2 separate regions of the Drosophila melanogaster genome follow, and region 2 is linked to region 1. A link is a contact called in public Hi-C data. All regions are on one chromosome and are shown on one strand. The core of a region is the stretch at or near the end of the contact, and the rest is flanking DNA. Distances in the headings are between cores, read along the strand shown.

What was found. Hi-C and Micro-C count contacts between places; a contact is called where the count stands out from the background.
Region 2: a contact with region 1 is called in a Hi-C map of the Kc167 cell line, with 2.9 times the contacts expected there. A contact is called at or near these places in 3 of 107 Hi-C or Micro-C datasets (the Kc167 cell line, the S2 cell line and eye imaginal disc).

The regions. Positions count from the first base shown.
Region 1 is chr3L:22,064,372-22,068,120 of dm6, reverse strand. CG14561 reads right to left here and starts at 2,214. Exons shown (of 1, transcript NM_001275272.1): 1 at 905-2,214. The coding sequence starts at 1,988. The coding sequence ends at 1,404. It overlaps Oct-TyrR (Octopamine-Tyramine receptor), which reads right to left. Exons shown (of 4, transcript NM_079695.4): 4 at 2,842-3,749. It overlaps CG7139, which reads left to right. Exons shown (of 5, transcript NM_141121.4): 4 at 1-216; 5 at 274-851. The coding sequence ends at 346.
Region 2 is chr3L:23,092,966-23,096,762 of dm6, reverse strand. It overlaps RpL10 (Ribosomal protein L10), which reads left to right and starts at 1,292. Exons shown (of 5, transcript NM_001275304.1): 1 at 1,292-1,326; 2 at 1,458-1,488; 3 at 1,552-1,857; 4 at 1,917-2,079; 5 at 2,885-3,573. The coding sequence starts at 1,466. The coding sequence ends at 3,049.

The DNA of each region.
Region 1 (3,749 bases), core at 965-3,464:
GAACAACCCGGACCTGCTAGACCTGCATTACCTACACACGGTAGAGGCGATCAGTTGCCTGGACTTGTTCCTTGACCGCCACATAACTGTGCTGCGCAACACCACCCGCGTGTACAAGCACGTATTCATTATCACGGGCCGTGGTCTTCACAGCGCAAACGGAGTGTCCACCATTAAGAACAGGGTGAAGGCCAGGCTGGGCGAACGCCGTTTGCGGTTAGTAAGGGGCATATTTCGTTAAAAGTCGTCTAATTATTCACCAACCTATTTCAGATGGCAAGAAGTTAATCCAGGGTTGCTGCGCGTCAAGGTGTTTTCAGCATCGCGTCATTCAAAGAACTTCTGATTGGATGCGAATCGCACGACAGGACTTGCTGGACAAAATGCGTTTCACACTGCCATATAGAAAAAAAGCAAGTGTTATTTAACTTTTGTAATTGCCTACAAAATTGTAAAGTTAAGTAATCATTTTCCCCTGTCCTGGTCGCTGTTTTACTTTCGAATGTGTTCTATAACCTATGAAACATTCCCGATTTTATTACTCTATATTACTTTCAATGCTCGTCCCAATTATTTTTAAGTTTGAATAATGCTTCCAGCGTAGAGTTTGTGTACGACGCGAATTCGCAATGCGACTCAGGAAAGTAGTGATTTAGTATCTTCCAATAATATACCTAATCACAGAATTACTTATTTTTATACTAGTTTACTCAATGTACTACCTAGGTACAATAGGATTAGTGTAAAAATAGTAGTCCTAAGGTACACGAGGTCCAAAAATTACCATTACATTTCAGATTAATAAGCAAATATTGACATTTTCTTTATAAATAAATCGAAACGTGAGAAGGATATTATTCAGACAAGTTTTTAAACGAACATCGTAGTACGATATTTTATTTTTCAAACTGTTACATCGAACATTCTACAATATGTTGTAAACATACTGGCTTCGAAAATCAATTTGTACTACAAATTACGTAGTAGCAATGTATGCCTAGATCCGTCAATTAGCCATCGAACTTTCCAGTGTTTACAATAGTGGTTGGTTTAGTTCTAGGTACCGCTGATCAGTCTGTTCTATGAGCAATATAAACCTTCCTTCTGCCTACCTGGACCATCTGCCCGGCAGGGAAGAGCATAACCTTGGTTTAATGTTTGAAACATGGAAAGACGACAATCTTTATTTACCACTACAAAATCTTTTAGCCTGACATCGGAAAACGCGTGACACGAAGCTTAGGTAAACTGAAGGATCAGCCGAGGATACACATCTGGGTGTACACCTGCTGACCGCTGGGTGTGAACAATACATTCAGGTAAATGGTAACTTATTCTAGAACATCGATGGCAGTCTGAGCGAGGGCTCCATGGCTTTGGTTGGGAAGGCTGGACTGCGGTCACTAGGTGGGGTCCTTGAGTGGCGAGGGTAAATGCGGGTCAGAGACTCGCGCTCCCGGCGACTGGTTCTCCTTGCCGCCGTGCAGCCGGTTGGCCATCAGCTCGATGAGATTTGCACGTCCGCGCTTGGGCGTAAATCGGGAATTGCCCGAGCTGGAAGCTTTATCGCGGGGCGGGGTGCTCAGGAAAACGCCCTCGAAGATCGTCTCCAAGCTGTTGGAGTCGTCGGCGTCATTGGGCGGGCTGATCTGGGCGTTTATCTCGTGTAGGGCAACGTACTGAGGATCGTTCTGGGGTTCCTCTTCCGGAAGGAGATGCTGCCTCTGCGGCTGCTTGGGCGTCTCGATGTCCGACAGATCGAGATCGTCGATGGGCGACGGGGTGCGTCCATGCGGCGAGAAGGCGCGGATCTCGAAGGCCGGCAGCTCGTCGCAGCCGCCATCCGGTATTTGCTCCTCGCGCTCGAATGCCAGCGAGAGGTCACTCTCGCTCTCCATATCCACGGAGGACATCGAGCACTGCAGGCGGAAGGAGCCGTTCAGCTGGTCTCCCTCCTCACACGTATTCACCGCTTCCGAGGTCTCCATTGGTCTGGCTGGTCTTTCAAGTGCGTCGCTGGCTTATATTCATTACAGGGATGCGCTCTGCGAAGGGATGCGGTCTGCTTGTCTGTGAACGCGTCTCGCTTCGCGGAAATCCGCGCTCTCAGGTAACCAATGTTTAGGATCTTGCCCTGTGCAGCAGACAATTTTAAATTTTAAATCCCAACAATTTACAAGCCGTCACTTTGCTAGTGGTGAGACAATTGAGCTACCTGAAACAAACCGGCGTTCCCTGCGAATGGCTATCGAACGCAGCCGATAGTTGCGGGTAAACAGCTTGTAACCAAAGACCCCTTAGAATAATTCTAGTGTTATTCTAGTGTCTTTGTTGTAACGATATGCCATGCCGCGTACTTTGCAGTCAGGCGAAGAGATAATGTAAATATGAAAAATTATTGTACTTTAAAGTGCACTGATGCACTGATTCATTTTATGTATTACAGGTTCTTCCAACCGTGTCAATAAAATTTAAAAACCAACTTATTCGTTTTCTGTTTGTTTTCATTTGGGCCAAAGGGAAACTATTCTGCTAAAATAATCAAACGAATTTAATTATTTTCTGTACTGGCAGCAATGAGAATGTCCAATAGCTCGAAACCGTTTAGAGGAAGGAAGTTTTGAAAATTATTTAGTTAAAAATTATAAGCACAAGAAATACATTGTAACGAAGGATATATAATGTAAGTTATCAGAAGGTGTCGCTAAAACTACGGGTCTTGCTAGGTAATCATTTTTTCAGCTAGATCTTTTAAGAGGGAAAAAGTCTTTCGTTTTGAAACCTAATTAACTTACCCTTAAGAAGGTAGACCAATCTAGATAAATTCAAACGCTTTTTCTTATAACTTTAATTCGAATGTGTCTTTTATTTGTTTCATTTACGCTTTGCTCGCTCTTTCTCGTTAAACAATATAATTAGTGAAACTATCGTACATCGTCGTTAAAAGACATAAATTGTGATATACATTTACGATATAGCATGTACTTGAGTTAACACATCCATTGAATTACGTCCTTTCGCCAACTCTGTTGCATTTCGTAACGTGCAGTTAAACATTTATCTACCTTAAGTAAGTTTCGATGTGCTAGCTTTAAGCTGCCCACTCAACACAATAGTTGCTATGCCATAAAAACAATTAATCGTTAAATTATTTAACAAATAGTCCAAAGCGTATTTGAAAGTATACATTAGGTATAGTGGTTTATCGTTTACCTACAATTAAAGTACATATAAATACAAATCGTTAAAGTAATGCCTAGAAAACGTTTCTCTCTTGGAAGTTATTATTTAGCTTAGTAGTTGCTTACATATCTTGAGCGCAGATTTAATTTAACAAACACCTTTTTGGTTATCCATACGCTTAGGGTGAAACACGAAAGTTGCCACAATTCTTTGTGCCTAAACATTTAATTTAATTGTATTAAATTCAATTTGATGCTATTCTCGTTTGGGATGCCACTTAGCTGGAGTATAATGCATGTATAATTCTTTACCATGTAATTTTTATGATTTTCCTAGTAGCTGTGCCTTGAGGCAACATCCTCACTTTAATCGCAGCACAACCCATTTTAGTATGAGTATTGAACAATCTACGCTTAATGTGGTGGTACATCTCAATCGATTCCAAACAACAATATATTAAAAAAATGTTCAAAACTAAATGAAAGTATTTTAATTACGGCTAGAAATAATAACTTAGTTTGAAACTATATATACACTCGAGTCTCATCTTTGACTTTCCAATGTGG
Region 2 (3,797 bases), core at 43-2,542, 1.0 Mb before region 1:
ATCCGCAAATATCTTTAAGAACTGTTGCTAATTAGCTTAAGGAGGGCTGCGATCTGGATGTGTGACACGAAACAGTGCGCCAAGCCATACTCCGTCATAAGTACCACTCACGGGTAGCAAGAAAAAAACCGATGCTGCCGACAATTAACATCGAAAAGCGGCTTACTTTCGCTATCGAAATGCAACATCAGCCAGAAGATTACTGGAATAACGTAATTTTCTGCGACGAAACCAAGATGATGTGTTATACGACGATGGACCCAACAGAATGTGGCGTAAGGCGCTAACTGCGCTGGAGAACCGCAACCGTCAAGTTTAGCAAAATGTCGGTTATGATTTGGGTATGCATCTAGTCGAGGAGTTCGAGATTTGGCATTCATATTGATCACAATGAAAGCAGAGCATTATTTAAACATTTGAAATGCAATCTGACATCCAGCGCCATTTGGTTTTTATAAGAACAATAGACCTGATTTCAAATTCACAAAGTGAATTAGTCGATAGGCCAATTGGAAGAGACTACTATTACTGTCTGTTTTCTGTCTGTCTGTAAATTACAGAAAAATTAATAAAAAATCTTTGATATCCAATTCTGTAAGCTGCCTTCGAAATGTTCAGTTAAAAGACTAGACCATTCCAGCCTTTTGCCGATTATGTTACTACGTAAAATATCTGGTGTGCCTCAGAAAATACTCTCATTCCTACTTTGGATATCCAAAACGAGATTGGCCACCTAGTCTGATTCGGATTATCTGAGTTTGGGTCTATAATAAATGAAGCAATACAATTGTAAGCTCAATGTTTCTGCTGCTTATAACATATAAATCTTTGTAACTTTATTCTAGGATAGTAACAACTCTTAGCGGTCCGTTCGAAATGACTGCTGAAAATGGCTAAAATACAAAACCATGAAGTGTAATATATATAATGTGAATTTTTGTAAATGTTACTGTTATATTTATCTGCCCGAATACCAATGACTTAGTTATGATAAGCACAAATCTGGGTTGAAAAACATAAGGTGTGCTTATGGTTGAGGTAAGATTCTAATTTACTTATTTAGTTGTAGTTTTTTAGCTTTGACGTTTAATCGCCAAAAATATTTTTTATTCCAATAAAAATGTATCGAAGAACACGAACACATACATATTTTACAGTATGTAGATTTTAGTGAGAACAACATATAAAGCAATTCAGTTTTGATTTCAAATTGTTTCAAAACAAAGGAAAACACTTATCTCAAGTACATGATTATCGGTTTGCGACGAAACCTTTTGTGCTTCCGGTGTTCGTGTCTTCCTTTTCTCGTGTGCTTCGTTGGAAGAGGTTAGTGAGCGGTAAATGATCTTTGGAAATCTAATATGTTTCATGTTTATAGAAGTTTATATTATCTTACCAAGTTTCTGTTTTGTGCTGTGATGTTAGCATATATTTTATTTATTTGTTTTATTTTTCAGGAGTCGAAATGGGCCGACGACCAGCTAGATGGTAAGCAAATCAGTAATTTTGTATGAACTGTCCGTTTAGTAAAACTCTTATTTCATCCTCCAGCTACCGCTATTGCAAAAATAAGCCGTACCCTAAATCTCGGTTTTGCCGTGGTGTCCCTGATCCAAAAATTCGTATATTTGATTTGGGAAGAAAAAAAGCTACAGTTGAGGATTTTCCCCTGTGTGTTCATTTGGTTTCTGATGAATACGAACAGCTGAGTAGTGAAGCTTTGGAAGCTGGACGCATTTGTTGCAACAAGTACTTGGTGAAGTACTGCGGTAAGGACCAGTTCCACATCAGAATGCGCCTGCATCCATTCCACGTCATTCGCATCAACAAAATGTTGTCGTGCGCTGGAGCTGATAGGTAAATAATATTTCATATCTGTGTTAACTACTGTATTCTTATGACCTCTTTTGCACTAGGCTTCAAACTGGAATGCGAGGAGCGTTTGGAAAACCGCAGGGCACGGTTGCTCGAGTTCGTATTGGTCAACCCATTATGTCTGTCCGCTCTAGCGATCGTTACAAGGCTCAAGTTATTGAAGCTTTGCGGCGTGCTAAGTTTAAGTTCCCTGGACGTCAAAAGGCAAGTATAGCGAGTCACTTACAATAGTATTTAACCCAATAGTATATTAACCCATTTTTTCAAACATCGAAGTCTGAACAAACCACATGGAAAATTAGTAATCGCTTTTATTTCATGTCATGGGCGAGGCTATTCTAATATCGCCACAGTTAATTTGTTGGGAATGAGCTAAAAATAATATTACTAGCGAACCTAAATCAATATCTAAAGAACTTTAAAATAGTATTATAAATTATTTATAACTATATACCTCATTTAAAAGAAAAAAGTGTTGAATCTTAAACTTCTTATTTTCGTTCAAATTGGTGACAAGATTTTGGGTAACACGTCGAAATCGGCGTTAACTAAGGCAAAGATTTTATGATTGCTAGTGTAACCCGCAAGACCCTCGACAAAAATTTAATGCATTTCGCTAGGGATAAAAAGGAGAAATGTGGAATCTTCCGCGCTTGTCGAGCATACGCTTAGGTCTTTGTTGCAAGCTGATAACCACTCGATACTTCCTACTATTTTTCTTAACTTAATTATTTCCGTTTCCGCTAAACTCTCCTAGTAGGTATAAAAAAAGCATTAAAGGATGTTTATTCTTTAGTCCGTTAGCGGTCATTTGGTAAGACTACGACTATGGTTCGTGCAGGTAAAGAATTTTGAAGACGGTTTTGGAAAATCGTATTTTGGTCCATTAGGTACATTTGTTTAAATTTTTAAGCTTCGGTGCGCACGAACTTAAGATGGTTTACAGAAATTACGAAAAACTAAGAAAACAGATTTTGTAAAACAATGTTTTTCTTAAATATATTTTTAGATCTATGTTTCAAAGAAGTGGGGATTCACCAAATACGAACGTGAGCGTTATGAAGAACTTCGCGATGACAACCGCCTTGAGCCTGATGGTTGCAATGTGAAATACCGCCCAGAGCATGGCCCGATTGCCGCATGGGAAAAAGCTCAGCGTGATGTTTATGCTTAATAACACATTGAAATAAAATGTCACTTAAAGTTTCGTAACTCAGAAACAATATACAAAATTACCATTTCCTGAGCACATATATATATGCGTTGCTTTTTGGTAGGAAGCTCAGAATGCCCTTTGTATTGTTTTAACTTTATTATTTCGCAGCAGCAGATTTGCTTTCGTAGAAAGAAAAAAAGAAAGATTGTTTTAAGCGTGTAGAAAAGGTTAATTAGATTAAAAGCAAATTGAAGGTAATACGGGTCCGACTAGAATGGGTACTCCTTTTCTCGTTTTTATTGCGTTTCTATATACATAATTATATACAATTTTATACATCTTTTTACAATCTCAAGCAACAACACGATTGTAGGTATTCTCTGTCGATTCGGAAACATTTTATTACCCAGTAATTTGGAATTTATTTTTTGAGTCTCTAATTTCTTTGGAAACCAATTAACCAAAGACAGTTTCAAAATATACGAGCGTGATCTACATTTCAAAACGGGCGCTCTAAAAGTATCCAACTTAAATTGTATTTGAAGAATACCCACATAATGTTGCAATATAAATTCCTATTTGATTTCATGCCTCTTCAAACAAGCACAAACATTGTAATATAGTGGAACGTGTGTGGGCTCGTATCAAGCTCTGTATTAAATTCGGGCGGAGATATTAAAGCGTGCCTAGCAAAAGCTGCATCCGCACTCAAGCTTCGCTGACGCCATTTCTTTCACTGTTCGCTGAAGGCAAAGCTAACTGGCTG